3 separate regions of the Mus musculus genome follow, and all the other regions are linked to region 3. Evidence: chromatin contacts called from public HiChIP or PLAC-seq and promoter capture Hi-C data. All regions are on one chromosome and are shown on one strand. Each heading gives the region's core, a stretch centred on a gene start, on an enhancer-like site or on the middle of the called end of the contact. The rest is flanking DNA. Distances are from core to core; before and after follow the strand shown. Region 1 holds the start of Duoxa1 (dual oxidase maturation factor 1). Region 2 holds the start of Trim69 (tripartite motif-containing 69). Region 3 has its middle 26 kb from the start of Mir147.

What was found. Promoter capture Hi-C pulls out the DNA fragments that hold promoters and counts their contacts. HiChIP or PLAC-seq counts read pairs in DNA pulled down with a chosen protein or histone mark.
Region 1: a promoter capture Hi-C map of pre-B cells shows a contact between it and region 3, with 2.9 times the contacts expected there. The contact joins the promoter of Duoxa1 here to the enhancer-like site in region 3. A contact is called at or near these places in 8 of 39 promoter capture datasets (the 3T3-L1 cell line, the HPC-7 cell line, cranial neural crest and 4 more), 1 of 484 Hi-C or Micro-C datasets (the N1E-115 cell line), 5 of 115 datasets of contacts at active chromatin or transcription factors (DN3 thymocytes, T-cell acute lymphoblastic leukemia, embryonic stem cells and 1 more) and 4 of 9 other capture datasets (adipose tissue, embryonic stem cells, liver and 1 more).
Region 2: a contact with region 3 is called in a CTCF HiChIP or PLAC-seq map of CD8 T cells, with 6 read pairs. The contact joins the promoter of Trim69 here to the enhancer-like site in region 3. A contact is called at or near these places in 1 of 39 promoter capture datasets (cranial neural crest), 2 of 15 datasets of contacts at CTCF or cohesin (CD8 T cells and the NIH/3T3 cell line), 9 of 115 datasets of contacts at active chromatin or transcription factors (the 230-238 cell line, CD8 T cells, T-cell acute lymphoblastic leukemia and 5 more) and 1 of 9 other capture datasets (liver).

What each region holds. Positions count from the first base shown.
Region 1 is chr2:122,311,388-122,315,541 of GRCm38.p6, reverse strand. Duoxa1 (dual oxidase maturation factor 1) reads left to right here and starts at 1,812. Exons shown (of 10, transcript NM_001305262.1): 1 at 1,812-1,872; 2 at 2,098-2,143; 3 at 2,494-2,610. It also overlaps a transcript of Duox1 not described here.
Region 2 is chr2:122,158,956-122,163,058 of GRCm38.p6, reverse strand. Trim69 (tripartite motif-containing 69) reads right to left here and starts at 2,351. Exons shown (of 7, transcript NM_080510.3): 1 at 2,163-2,351. The coding sequence starts at 2,168. The region is part of intron 2 of Patl2 (protein associated with topoisomerase II homolog 2 (yeast)); the gene reads left to right.
Region 3 is chr2:122,664,705-122,668,804 of GRCm38.p6, reverse strand. No RefSeq gene overlaps it. Among named protein-coding and RNA genes, the nearest start is that of Mir147, 26 kb to the right of the region's middle. Within about 2 kb of position 2,339, at least 109 of the 459 cell types and tissues checked have an H3K27ac peak or open chromatin away from gene starts, as enhancers often do. A contact at or near this core is called in CD8 T cells, DN3 thymocytes, the N1E-115 cell line and 6 more, where this site is marked.

The sequences.
Region 1 (4,154 bases), core at 563-3,062, 350 kb after region 3:
AGAGACTCACTCTCTCGGAAGGCCTCTAGTTCATTCAATAGATGACTGACCAACACGCGCTGTGTACAGACCTGGCCTCGGCTCTGGAGCCAGTGAAGAAGAGAACAAAGCCAACCTTGCCCTTGTGAACTTTAGTTTCTGAGAACCTGGACACCCTTGCTTCGGCCCAGCTCCCCACAGAGGCTGCTCCATTGCAGGAGTCCAGCTTGGGAAGAAGTAGCTGAGGAACCCAGCTGAGGTCTCAGGTCTGCTCTTCGTCCTCTGTGGGATCTGAGGTAAACCATTTATCTGATCCAACCATTTCATCCTCTCCTAGCCACGGTGGGGAACGTGCCTGAACTGTTCACTCCACAGCATGATCAGAGGCTAACAGGAGGCTGAGGTTGAATTCAAGCCAAGAAGACTGACAGGTGTGATGCAAATTGGGCAGAGGCTGAAGCAGGATCCTGCAAGGAACCTCAAGTGGAGTACCACACCAGCCGTTCCTGCTTCAGCCCTGCCTTCCAGAGGCCAACAAACCATGTGGGACCACAGGTAAACAGAGGCAGCAGGCAACTCATGCCAGGACTCCTCTGACAAAATGTCATCCTGAAGACATCCTAAAGACAACCTGAAGATTGGAGGCGGGGTGCTGAAAGTCACATGCTCAGATAAAGCCCCATCTTCAGCCTGGGCTTCTAAATGTGCTATCTAGTTGAAGGTGAGAACCCACAGGTGACTCACAACTCCCCAAATCTCCTACTAAACAAGTGCAAAATCCCAGACCCTGCCCAGCCCCCAACTCATTATTCCATCTATCTAGAGGTTCTTTGGAGTGTGGCCTTTGGTAATAATTGAGGAGCCGGGCACTGGAGATCTGAAGGTGGTGTGTTGGGTATGGTAGAGTGGCAGGCCATAGTTGAGTTCCCCTAATCCAAACAGTTTGACCTCCTTCCCCTTCCAGTCAAGTCTTCAGGAGCCTGGACTCCAAATGTAGATCCATCCCTAACAACCTGTAGGCTTTCAGGCCAAATTGTTGGGGACAAATTAGAAAAGAGAGTAGCCATGCTAATAACGTCTCTGTGGGTAGGTAACCCTTAACAGTTTACACAGCCACTTGGGTGTGGTAACTTCCCAAACAATCTGGAAATGAAGGCACAACTCCAGGGCAATGAGGCCCCAGGCAGCGGCAGATCTGGGAGAGTACACGCCTGTCTGGTTCTTGTCCACATGGCCATTTTTCCAAATCAGAGTCTTAGAATCATGACTCTGTTGGCCCCGAGGTGGGAAGGAGAGCGAAATGAGTTAAAGCCACAGAGATTCCATCCTGAAGACCCAGGGAGTAACTGTATACTGAAGAACCAACAAAGTCTCTCCTTGGCATAATGTGATGGTGCCAAGAAACCCTCTAGGCCCAAACAAACTAGGTCATTCAACATTATCAGGACCAGATGACCCTAGTTTTTCAAAGTCAGTGTGCTGAGCTCAGGCCTTAGCAAGGTTCCTTTTAGCCTCGGGGAAAGATTGGAGGCACACGAGGCTACAATTCCTGTTCCGCAGAAAAGGAGGACCACCGGTACCCCTTTCCTCCGCTGTCCCCACCCCTAGAGCCCTCTCTCTCGGAGCACCCACTTTCGTGGGCCAGGAGAAATGTTCAAGGATCTGACCTTAGCTTCTGGTCGCCCCAGCCTGGGACTGCGGATAGGCTCCTGGATGACTCCGGGTTCGCTGTAGCCCGCTCCTCCGTTCTGGCAGCTTCTCCAGCTCTGAGTCGGGGCGGGCGGGGCTGGGGGTGAAGAGCGGACAGCGCGTCCCAGCTCTGGGGCGGGGCACAGTAGGGCGGAATAGAAGCTAGCGCGGGGACCCGCGTGAAAGGGGACCGGAGCATGAAAGGTGAGACCTTGTAGGATGCAGGGCTCCTGGGTGCCGAGGGTTCAGGCACGTTGGCCGTTTGGGAGGCGGGAAGGGCAAGTCTCTCTCCCCAAGTTCCAACTCTTGGGGGCTGAGGAAGAGGGTGGAAGATAAACAGGGTGTGGGGCAGGAGAGCTGTTCCCAAATTCTCCCCACACAGTCGGGGGCCAGGGCTCTAAAACAAAATCTCCCAACATTAACCTACAGATCAGACCTGTCGCCAAAGCAAGGTATCCATCTGTCCCCAAAACCTGTAAGTCTAGATAACCAGGTTTCCTGGTGGAACCTCCCAGGTCTCACCGTCCTGTGAGCCTCGTTTGTGTTACAGCTGCCCGAGGTGCTGGCATGGGTAGGAATCGGGGATCTTAGGGGTTGGGTGCAGAGGGCACAGTGCTGGGGCGCTGTCCTAGCACGCCAGTCTGTCCCTGGTTCGGTTCGAGGGCGGAGTGCCAAGTACGAGAAAGTTGACAATGACTTGAAATGGAAGGCGGAGAAGACACCAGGCTGGGTTTATGGGAGTCACAACCTGGTCCGCAATTGACTTAGAAGAATGGGGAATTGGAAGGGATTCTGCCTGAACAAAGTGCATGGTTTTGGCGACAGGACGTCCACGTCTGGACCCGGTTCCTGCCCTATCCCCACGACCAGGAGCGTTGTGAGTGAGTGCCCAAAGACGAGCAGCGCCAGGTGCCATGCGCACAGTATCTGAAAGAGAGGAAGGTAGGGAACCATGGATCGGGTGGGCTCAGAGGTATGAGATCAGACCTTGAAGTGCTGTTCCGGTACCGACCTCCAGGGGCGCACTTCTTGAGTCTACACAGACCAATTCAGATCAAGGGGGGATTTGTGAAGGAAAAGTTTGAAAAAAAAAAAAATTTAAGCACGGCGAACTCCTTAAGGTTATGAGAGTCACAAGATTTGTCAATACTGAATCTTTATTTCTCTTAACTGGAGTCTGGGTAGATTGGATTGCTCAGTTCCCTATCCTCCACCACCCATCACTACCCGCCCCCCCCCCACACACACGCCCAACCTCTTCTCCCCCAATTCACACCCCCGCTTTCCCCCCACCCCCAGCACACACACACCTCTAACTTCCTTAGGAAGGAGGATTAGGTTAGGCGGTCCTGAAAAAGACTTCCTTTAGCCAGGCAAGGCTGTAAACCTTTAATGGGCTTTACTTCAATCAGAGAAATAAACTATCATATTTCGGTAGCCGTGTCTCACCTATCAGAGTGCTTGACAATATTAGACTGTCACCTAAACTACCCTTATAGAAAGCGAGCAGTCCTTACTTTGCAGGTTCTGTAGATGGGGGCGGGGGCAGAGGAAGGCTTTAGGAAAAAAAATCTTGTCAAGCTTCGAGAGAGGTTCCAGATCCGATCTTCTTCAAGACTGTTAACTCTATCTCTACCCTCTGGTCCTATAAACACTGGAAATTCATTTCGTCTTGTGATAGGTAAGGGCTAGGTAACTAAATCTAAAATACTTCTAAACACGGGGGAAAGTACTTAAAGGCTGCCCCCCCCCAGCCAAGTGAGAAAATAGAACCCCAAAGTGAAGGAATTGGCCAGCCTCAGTGAGAAAGTGCCCAACTCATAGCAGGAGCCCCAATGAAAACCTCTAGGTGTCCGTGTTACTGGGCACTACAAAGAGTGGGTGCTCCTTTCTCGTGACTGTGCTTTTAAAGTTGTAGGTGTGGGTTTGATTGTCCAATGGCTGCTTATGTTCATCAGTATAAAATGCATGTGTATCCCAGTCATGGTGGTGAGCTAAGGGACCAAGGGATAAAATTAATATTGATGTGAGATTGTGCTATTTGAACCAATTCTACAGTTAGGCTTCACTTGTCAAGCCTGAGAGAGGAAGACGGTCCCAAGAGAAATACAGGCTTTGTTGGCAAAGCAGAGCTCTGTTGATGAAGCCCTGTTAGCATAATAATGAAACCAAATTAGGATCAGCCCAGAAATTCAGCTTTACCAAGCCAGGCAGCATAGAGTAAGGAATAGCTAAGTAGTGAAAAGTGAAATGGGAGAGTGGAAGAGAGCAAGAGAGCAAGGGACCAAGCAAGGCAAATCGGATTCAGCAACCATCACTTGCTCTAATCATCCTTAATATTTGGGAGAATTGCAAATAAGTTAACAATGTCCATTCTGTACTTGAGATACAGAAAAGCCTTTTGTTAGTGTTTCTTTGACGCATCATGTTAATAGAGATGAGCCATGCTCACAAAACTTTTATAACCTCTCATTAAAATAAGCACA
Region 2 (4,103 bases), core at 1,102-3,601, 510 kb after region 3:
GCGCACACACACACACTGCCACCTGAGTACTCATATATGTGTGTATAATCACACTCTCTGTGGGTGCCACTTCTCAAAGAGTATAAATTGAGTTTCTTTGAGCCCATCAGAAGGGAGACTCGAGGTCAATATTTATATACAGAATAGTTATAAACAATTCTATATGTTATTCTTTGCATACTTGACTTTTTAAATTAAGATTTCTATTCAATGTCTACTGAATGTGTTAATTTAAAATAACTGCCTTCCCCACTGTCCACACTAAAGGATCAGGTCTGCATATGTCAGGTGACTTCCTTTTCCTTTCCCAGACCACAGACAGACTTCTGGACCATTTCATAGGCTGTCCAGCAACCCCAACTGTCGCCTAATGCAAAAGATGACTATGCAAACCAGACTCTCTCATGAATCTGAAAACAAAGAATAGAAACAACTGCTGAAAAACACCGTGAGATACATTGTAGAACACAAAAAACATGGCCCAGAAGTCATTAAAGAAACATGGTGAATTTGAGGCCAGTCTGAGTCTACATATCGAATTCCAAGACAACAAGAGCTGAGAGAGACCCTGTTGGAAGGAAGGAAGGAAGGAAGGAAGGAAGGAAGGAAGGAAGGAAGGAAGGAAGGAAGGAAGGAAGGAAGGAAAGGAAGAAAAGGAAGAAGGAAGGACAGACAAAGGCAGGATCTGGCATATACATTTTAAACAAAAAGCAAAAGAAATGGAGAGGTGGCAGGTAGAATCAGTTCATTAATAGAGATAAGAATTACAAAGGAAAGGGCTAGAAAGACTGCTCCATTGTTAAGAGCATTTAAGTCCTTAGAGGACTAGAATTCAGATCCCAGAACTCATAAATCTCTGTAATTCCAGCTCCAATGGATCAAAGTCTTCTGTCCTCCTTGGACACTCTCACACACACCCACACTCTAAAAAACATTTATAGCCTAGTGGTGGTGGCGCACACCTTTAATCCAAGCACTCAGGAGGCAGAGGCAGGCAGATCTCTGTGAGTTCAAGGCCAGCCTGGTCTACAGATGGAATTCCGGGACAGCCAGGGCTACACAGCAAAACCCTGACTTAAAACAAAACAAACAATTACAGAAAAAACCAACGAGGAAAGCTGTTGCATTACATTAACTATGCCACTGTCCTCTGTCTCTTCCTGAGCTCTTATGGCCAGCACATTACTTGGCTGTGGTAGGGGCTTAAGGAATGTGTTGGAAGTAGCTTGTCTGAATCTCTGCTCTTTAAGAATACTCTTGGTCTCCACCCTCTTGAAACCTGAAACCCTCTCCTTTGGCCCCGAGTGCACTACTACCCTGGTTCTTTCCCCATGAGTAATTTCCATCCCCCTTTCTATTCTTAGTATCTTCTCTGGCTTTCTTCTAGCTCTGCTCTCTTTTAACAAGTGAGTAATTTCCTGACTTCGTGTTCAGCCTCACAGAAGTAAATCCTAAATCTGTACCTCTGGGTTCTGACCCACTCGGCATCCGGATCCATGTACTGAGATTCCTTGATGGGTTTCCGTGGAAACCCGGCTTCCTTAAAGTAAATCGATGTTTTCTTTTGTCTGTCAACACTAAAGTTTAGAATACTAACTTCCTTTACTTTAGTTTTAAGGTGTTAATTTAAGACGTTTAACTGGGCTGGTGAGATGGCTCAGCAGGAAAAGATGCTTGCTCCCAAGCCCGACGACCCAAACTCAGTCCCTGAGATCCACATGGTGGAAAGAGTGAACCTAATCCTGCAGATTTTCCTCTGACTTCCACACATGTGCTCTGGTATGCACGCCCACATATCTACACAAAATACACAAATGTGATTTCTAAAAATGTTTAACTGCACCTCTGTTGTAAATATAACATACCAAGACCTATAGTATGAAAAAATGTTATAACTAATAATTCTTCATCTAAAGATAGTAGTTATATTGATAAAGAGGTTAACTTTTGTATAATGTTTGTCTTAATTATCAAAAAGTTATGGTGGACCTCCTTACTTTCTTACCCACATCTCTAATTTCTGTTTATCCAAAGGCCTAGAGTTTAGAAGGTAAAGGCTACATGTTAAATATTTCTTTGATTTCCCTTCTTGATCCACAATCAATACCCTGTTTCCTACCCTGTGTGTAGAAAACCCGCTGAGTGGTTAGAGAATAACTTACCTCCATGAAACTTGGTCATTAGGCCACCAGGGGGCAGAGTCAGGCAACTTGGCTTTGCTCAGTGAGCCCAGGATGGCTGCAGACCAAGAGTTCTGGGCCTGTTAGTATGCTAGGAATGGACTCAGAGCCCATGAGAGGAGGAGGGAGAAGAGAGTTCAGGAGCTGAAGAAGACAGACAAGGCCAAAGCTAGAGATCCAGCAGGTTCCGTGACAGTTTGTCAGTTGCTTTGATGATATTCGCGTCTGAGATAGACAAACTCTGATTGGATTGGAATGACCTGCCAACCCCTTTTATTATTTTATTTGGGATGGGATTCTTTTAAACTTCAGGTGGTAATCTAATTTTTAAATGTTTAATCTTGAGTTATGTGTGAGTATGTTTGTGCTCGAGTGTGTGTCATGTATGGAGGTGCCCACAGAGGCCAGAGAGGTGGATCAAATTCCCTGGAGCTGGAGTTACAAGTAGTTGTGAACTACCTGATGTGAGTACTGGGAGCCAAACTCTGGTCCTCTGTAAGCACCATAAATACTCTTAATGGCTGAGCCATCTCTCCAGCCCTGGTAATGTAATTTTAAGGTTTTCAGATCTCACTTGGGAATGAGGCTGCTCGAGGGAAGAGAGAACAAACAGCAGCATCAGCTGTACCCCTGACTGGAGCGGCTTCTCTTTATCCTAGCTGGACCCGTCACCTCCAGACACAGAGCCTTTCAGGGGTAGCTGTTTGGCTCTCCCTGTCTTCTTGGCATCTCCTGAAGCAGACCTGATCAAGTAGCAGGGTCTGGAGCTGGACCCTAAGGCAGCAGGGAAAGATGCTGTTCACACAGCTTTCTCTAAAAGTCTAAGTAAGCACTTTTAGCTTAGACGCTCGTCCCTAGACCATGCTCAAGTCTGGGAGCCCGCGGGTTTGATGTTTTGCTTACAGTAATTCTAACTCAGTATATTGCCTTGAGTGGTTAGTGTCTGCCTGCTATCCAGCCTTAGCATGGACAACAGCATGCCAGAGTTAGAGACTGCCCACAAATGCCTTGCTTCTCTGGCTTTGCACAGGCTGCCCCTCCTGCCAAGAGAGTTGCTGAGAAGTCAGAGCAGGCTGTGTGCAGCAGCAGCACCTGGCAGATGTTTCTATCACTGCTCTGGGTATACTACATTCTTCCTTTCATTAAACCGATTTGTCTTCAGATCTCTTTCCCAAGAAACCGCAAGCTTCTTGTGAGAAAGAACTGTCTTCTTAGCCCCCAGGCCTTCCATGCTATCACTCTGTAGTAAACACTGGCTTAGTGAGAGAGTTCGAGGGGCCCTGTGAATGATCTGCACACCCTCCTTCTGTCTGCTTGTTTTCTTAGATTTCAGGGTTATTGTCGTTGTTTGTGTTTGTTGTTTGGTTGATTGGTTTGGGTGGGTTTTGTTGTTATTTTGTATTTGTTTTGGATTTTGGTTTTCAAGACAGAGTTTCTCTACATAGCCTACATTCTGGCTGTCCTAGAACTCACTATGTAGACTAAGCTGGCTTCAAACTCACAGAGATTTCACCTACCTCTGCCTCCCAAGTGCTGGGAATAAATGCCCTGCATGCATGTTTTGTTTCTGTGTTTGGTGCTAAGGTTGAGCGGAGTGCCTTGTAGACAAGCTCCCTAATCACCGGCCTGCCCCAGCTTCTCTCCAGTGGACCACTGAACAACAGCTGCTATTCTGGCTTGTTAGGGAAAAGAGAGAGAGAGAGAAGAGAGTGGTTCATTCACAAAAAGCAGTCTCCTGGCAGGATAGGCAGGAGCATGGTAACACCGCACTGCCAGCCTCAGCCTCTCTGTCTTCCCTGGGCAGGGTCGTTGAGACAGGTGGAGCCAGATCTGGGGATCATGGCTTTTACATGCCGCAAAAGAAAGGGATGTAAGCCACAAGAACTGTTCATCTACTGAAAACTAGGAGGGGAGGAAGGCTGT
Region 3 (4,100 bases), core at 1,090-3,589:
CTCTAGCATATAAAGTCTTATCTGAGAGATTCGTTTTGTTTTGTTTTGTATATCTTTTCTTTTTTCTTTTTTTTTTCTTTTGGTGGTGGTCATGGGGTGAGGGTGGGGTGGGGGGTTGAGATAAGATCTCTCTATGTAGCCCTGGTGGTCTGAGAGCGTACTACGTAGACCAGGTTGGCCTCGAACTCGGGGAGATCCTCCTGTCCTGCCTCTGTGCTAGGATCAAAGGTGTGGGTCACCATGCCCTGCCTGGGTTTTTTCTCCACAGGGTACAGCTCATAGGGCTTATAGTCTCCTGGACTTCCTCCATCTCTTCCCCTCAAAAACCTCTAAAGAGGAAAGAGTTGACTGCTCTCAAAGACTCGTTTTCATCTGGATATCATTTTTGTTTTCCTTTTAAGTCCCTTGATGTGTTTGTTCCATTTTTATATGACCTGGGAAAATCCAGGCACAAGCCCTTGCTGGTAATATATGCTGATGATGCGCAGACCTTTCCTCTTTAACTTTGTTTTATTCTTAGTTATGATTATTGTGTGTGCCTAGGATGGGATGGGGCTTGTCTACAGCGTGAAGGTCAGAAGACAACTTGGTGGGGTTGGTGGATGCCGGGCTTGGGTAGCATGTGATTTTTATCTGCTGAGCCACCTCACTGCCCACTTTAACTTTTAAAAGGAATGATTATATCACTTGTATAAACAAAAAGCTCTGTTCAAGTTCAGTCTGATCATACTCACGGTCAGCCAGTAGATGGTGCCCTGGGCTTACGTCTGAGCCTTTTACCCAAATACTTTTTGACTGGCTAGTCTTCCAAAATCCTTTGCAAGGAAGCAGAGCAAAAGAGATTATCTTTTCAATCAAGAGGACAGAACAAGCTGATGACCTTTAATTCATCAAGCTGAGACCTTTGGGGAGACAACAAGGACGACACAATTCTATTGACCCAACAGTGATGATGTTATATTTATTGACTATATTACATGTTAATTCTCAAAAAAAAATTTCAACCATGATAAATAGAGTGCAAATGGCTCCAACTAAAGCTTCAGATGAGAGGAGAAGAATTCTCTTTGGAAGAAGAATTGCCCCCTTCAATACAGGTATAGAGAAGTCTTCACCAAAAGGCGAGGTGCTCAGATGAGGATGTCCTAAAGAGGCATCCAGAGAAACAGCCTCTGAGGTGTCACCCAGGGAGCCCGTTTCACTGTTTACAAAAGGCTGGTGCTCAATATGAGAAGAGAGTAGTGCCAGGGCTTGGCACCAAGGCTATGTGCTGTTTTCTACCTCCTCCCCATCCGGTCCCATCCCATATTCCTCGGTTCAGTTTTTAGTCGCTCTGTTTTCTTGCTGACAACCGACTTGATGGGCCTTGGAAACCTAGCAAAAAGCAGGGTATTGCAGAGAGAGTTTGCCTTCTTCGGTACAATGACTCTCTCTGCCCAGCACTCAGCTTGGAGGCTCTTGGCTTCAGCTGCCCACACTCAGGCGTGGACAAGCCCTTCATCCTTTCCTCTCGGGCACTGTCACAAGCTACCCAAGTCAATGACCAAATCACAATGTCCTAGACTTCTTAAGCATGGGAACATAACACTTTGTACTCAAAGGAGACCCCAGAGAAAGCCTTGCCAGACCAGAAGGCTCTTCCGAGAAGGAACATGGAGAGAGCTGTGCTTGAGAAGGAAGAGAGGCATCTGCAGTTGTGGACCTAGAGAATGTGTGGAGCCTGAACCCTTTCTCCAGGCTTCCCAAGCCCTGGACAGGACCCTCACCTTTGGAAGTGAATACATGTTTCATGAGTAGACACATGGGAACATGAAGCCATGGATTCAAGTCATTGTCTGGGTCTTTTCTCTGTTTGAGTCACCACCTCCGTAGTCTTAGAACTTGGTGACTGAGTTCTACTCTGCCTTTCCCCCTCCACAATTAGAAATGGCTCCAGACAGAGCCACACTCATGCAGACCAAGCCTGGCACCCTTGCAGCCACGGAGAAGCAGATGCAGAGGGAAGACACCAGAGAAATGTGGCCCGCCCTCCCTTACTTCATGGGGATCGTTTAAGCAAGCATAGATCTTAGAGATGTGGTAATTCTAGCCCTCAGAGTTTCACACCTCCTAGGGGAAGGATTTTGTGTCATGAGGACTTCCTGGCTCTGGGCCACCAGGGTAGACATCCAGGAGGCTGGGCCAGGACCCACAGGCACAAGCCAGGAAATGGCATATCTGCTGGGGCTAGGGAGCCAGGGACAAGCTCGTTCCTTGTGCCTGGCACTATGAGGAATCTTAGGTCTGTTGACAATCACCTGCAGCCTCAGCTGAGGCTGTCCACCGGCTGAAAGAAGAGACAAAGCCGTGAAGGTGGCGCCCTCTAGAGTTTGGGACTTGCAGTCTCTCACTGCTCAGCTCAGGTAGAGCTGGCGGCTAGCTAGCTAAAGAAGTTTTTACAGCTCACAAAGGCTAATGGCTAATTTGCAGTGTTGCAGAACAGCTGTTAAACCATGATGGATCCACATCATAGGTTATAAAAGTGTATAAGAAGATCAGTTATATTTCGAAAAAAGAAATACTTAAAATCCTCACTTCTCGGTGATTGCATCATTCTGTCAGTGCCAGACGCCCCCGGGGGATTTACACAGGGGGTTCACACCCAGTGTGAAATGATGTAACCTGAGCATCTCTTCCCAATTCTGCCTTCTATGACATCATGGTGGTTTCTCTCATTGTGCCCCAGGCAGAGGGTATATGCTCTGCAGGGATCAGCAAACCCTTTAGAGAAAGCATGACTTTCTGCCCCAGTGCCTTTCTTTCACATTTTCCAGAAGGCCACTGCACCTAGCCAGTGGCTTCCAGAACCCATGATACTGGGAGGCCAGTGTCCCTGGGTCATCCAACCACTGCTGCCACCATCCCTGGACCTTCAGCAGTCAGAGGAAAGCAGGGAGTAAGTGGAGGGGAGGGGCATGTCCAGGATCATACCCACCCCTACCCGGGGCACAGCCAGAAAGAGCTTACTCACTACTTGTTGGAAACGAAAGGAAAGAAATCCAGAGGCAATAGGATGAAAGGAGGTCAACTTCAAGAAATGAAACTAGCCTGTGGGCAGCTAGCCTTATGAACACTGAGGAGAGGCAGTCACAGACCTTTGCATTCTTGTGACACAAATGAGCCAGACCTGAGTAATCACAAGGCGAGAATACCCGTGGCCCCTGCTGCTGCCACCCTAATTCCTGTTAATAGGGTTAGTTGGGTAACAGTGAAGGGTGTTAGGGACAGTGGCAGGATGCTCTGGGTGCTCTGGGCAGCACAGGAAGCCCTCCCGGGGCCACTCCCTTCTTGGTCCCTCCTTAAGTTTCTCTGAGTAACCTTCACTGTGAGGCTTCTTTTCTTCCAAGTCACACACTAGGCTGATTGCCCCTGGCACTCACTCCTGCCCCTCCTCCCTCCAGAAGGCGCCCAGGCCTCTAAACACTACTACCAAATAGTCTTGAGAGGTACCCATGACACTGCATTTACTAGATGCTGAAAGACCTCCCACTCTTTTGAAAATAAATTTCTATTTTCAACTTTCAGTCAGGACTTCACCAACTGAACACTTACTAAACAGTTGACAGGTCCCCACCCTGAGCTAGGTGTGACGAATGTATGGGTGCCCAGGGCTTGGCTCTGGCACTCTAGGAATCAAGGTGACATAGAGAATCAATAAATTGTGGCAGTGTTTCAAGGTCAGGACAGTGGCGGGAATGTGAACACAGTCCTACAGACCATGCTGGAAAGCCAACTTGGAAAATAATAATCCTCACATAACTTTCTTTCTTTCTTTCTTTCTTTCTTTCTTTCTTTCTTTCTTTCTTTCTTTCTTTCTTTCTTTTTCTTTTTCTTTTTCTTTCTTTTTTTTTTTTTTTGAGACAGGGTTTCTCTGTGTAGCCTTGGCTGTCCTGAAACTCACTCTGTAGACCAGGCTGGCCTTGAACTCAGAAATCTGCCTGCCTCTGCCTCCCAAGTGCTGGGATTAAAGGTGTGCGTCACCATGCCCGGCTAACTTTCTTATTTTTATTTTTTATTTTCGAAGTTGTAATTTAGTTACATTTCAGCTTCCAAACCCTCCC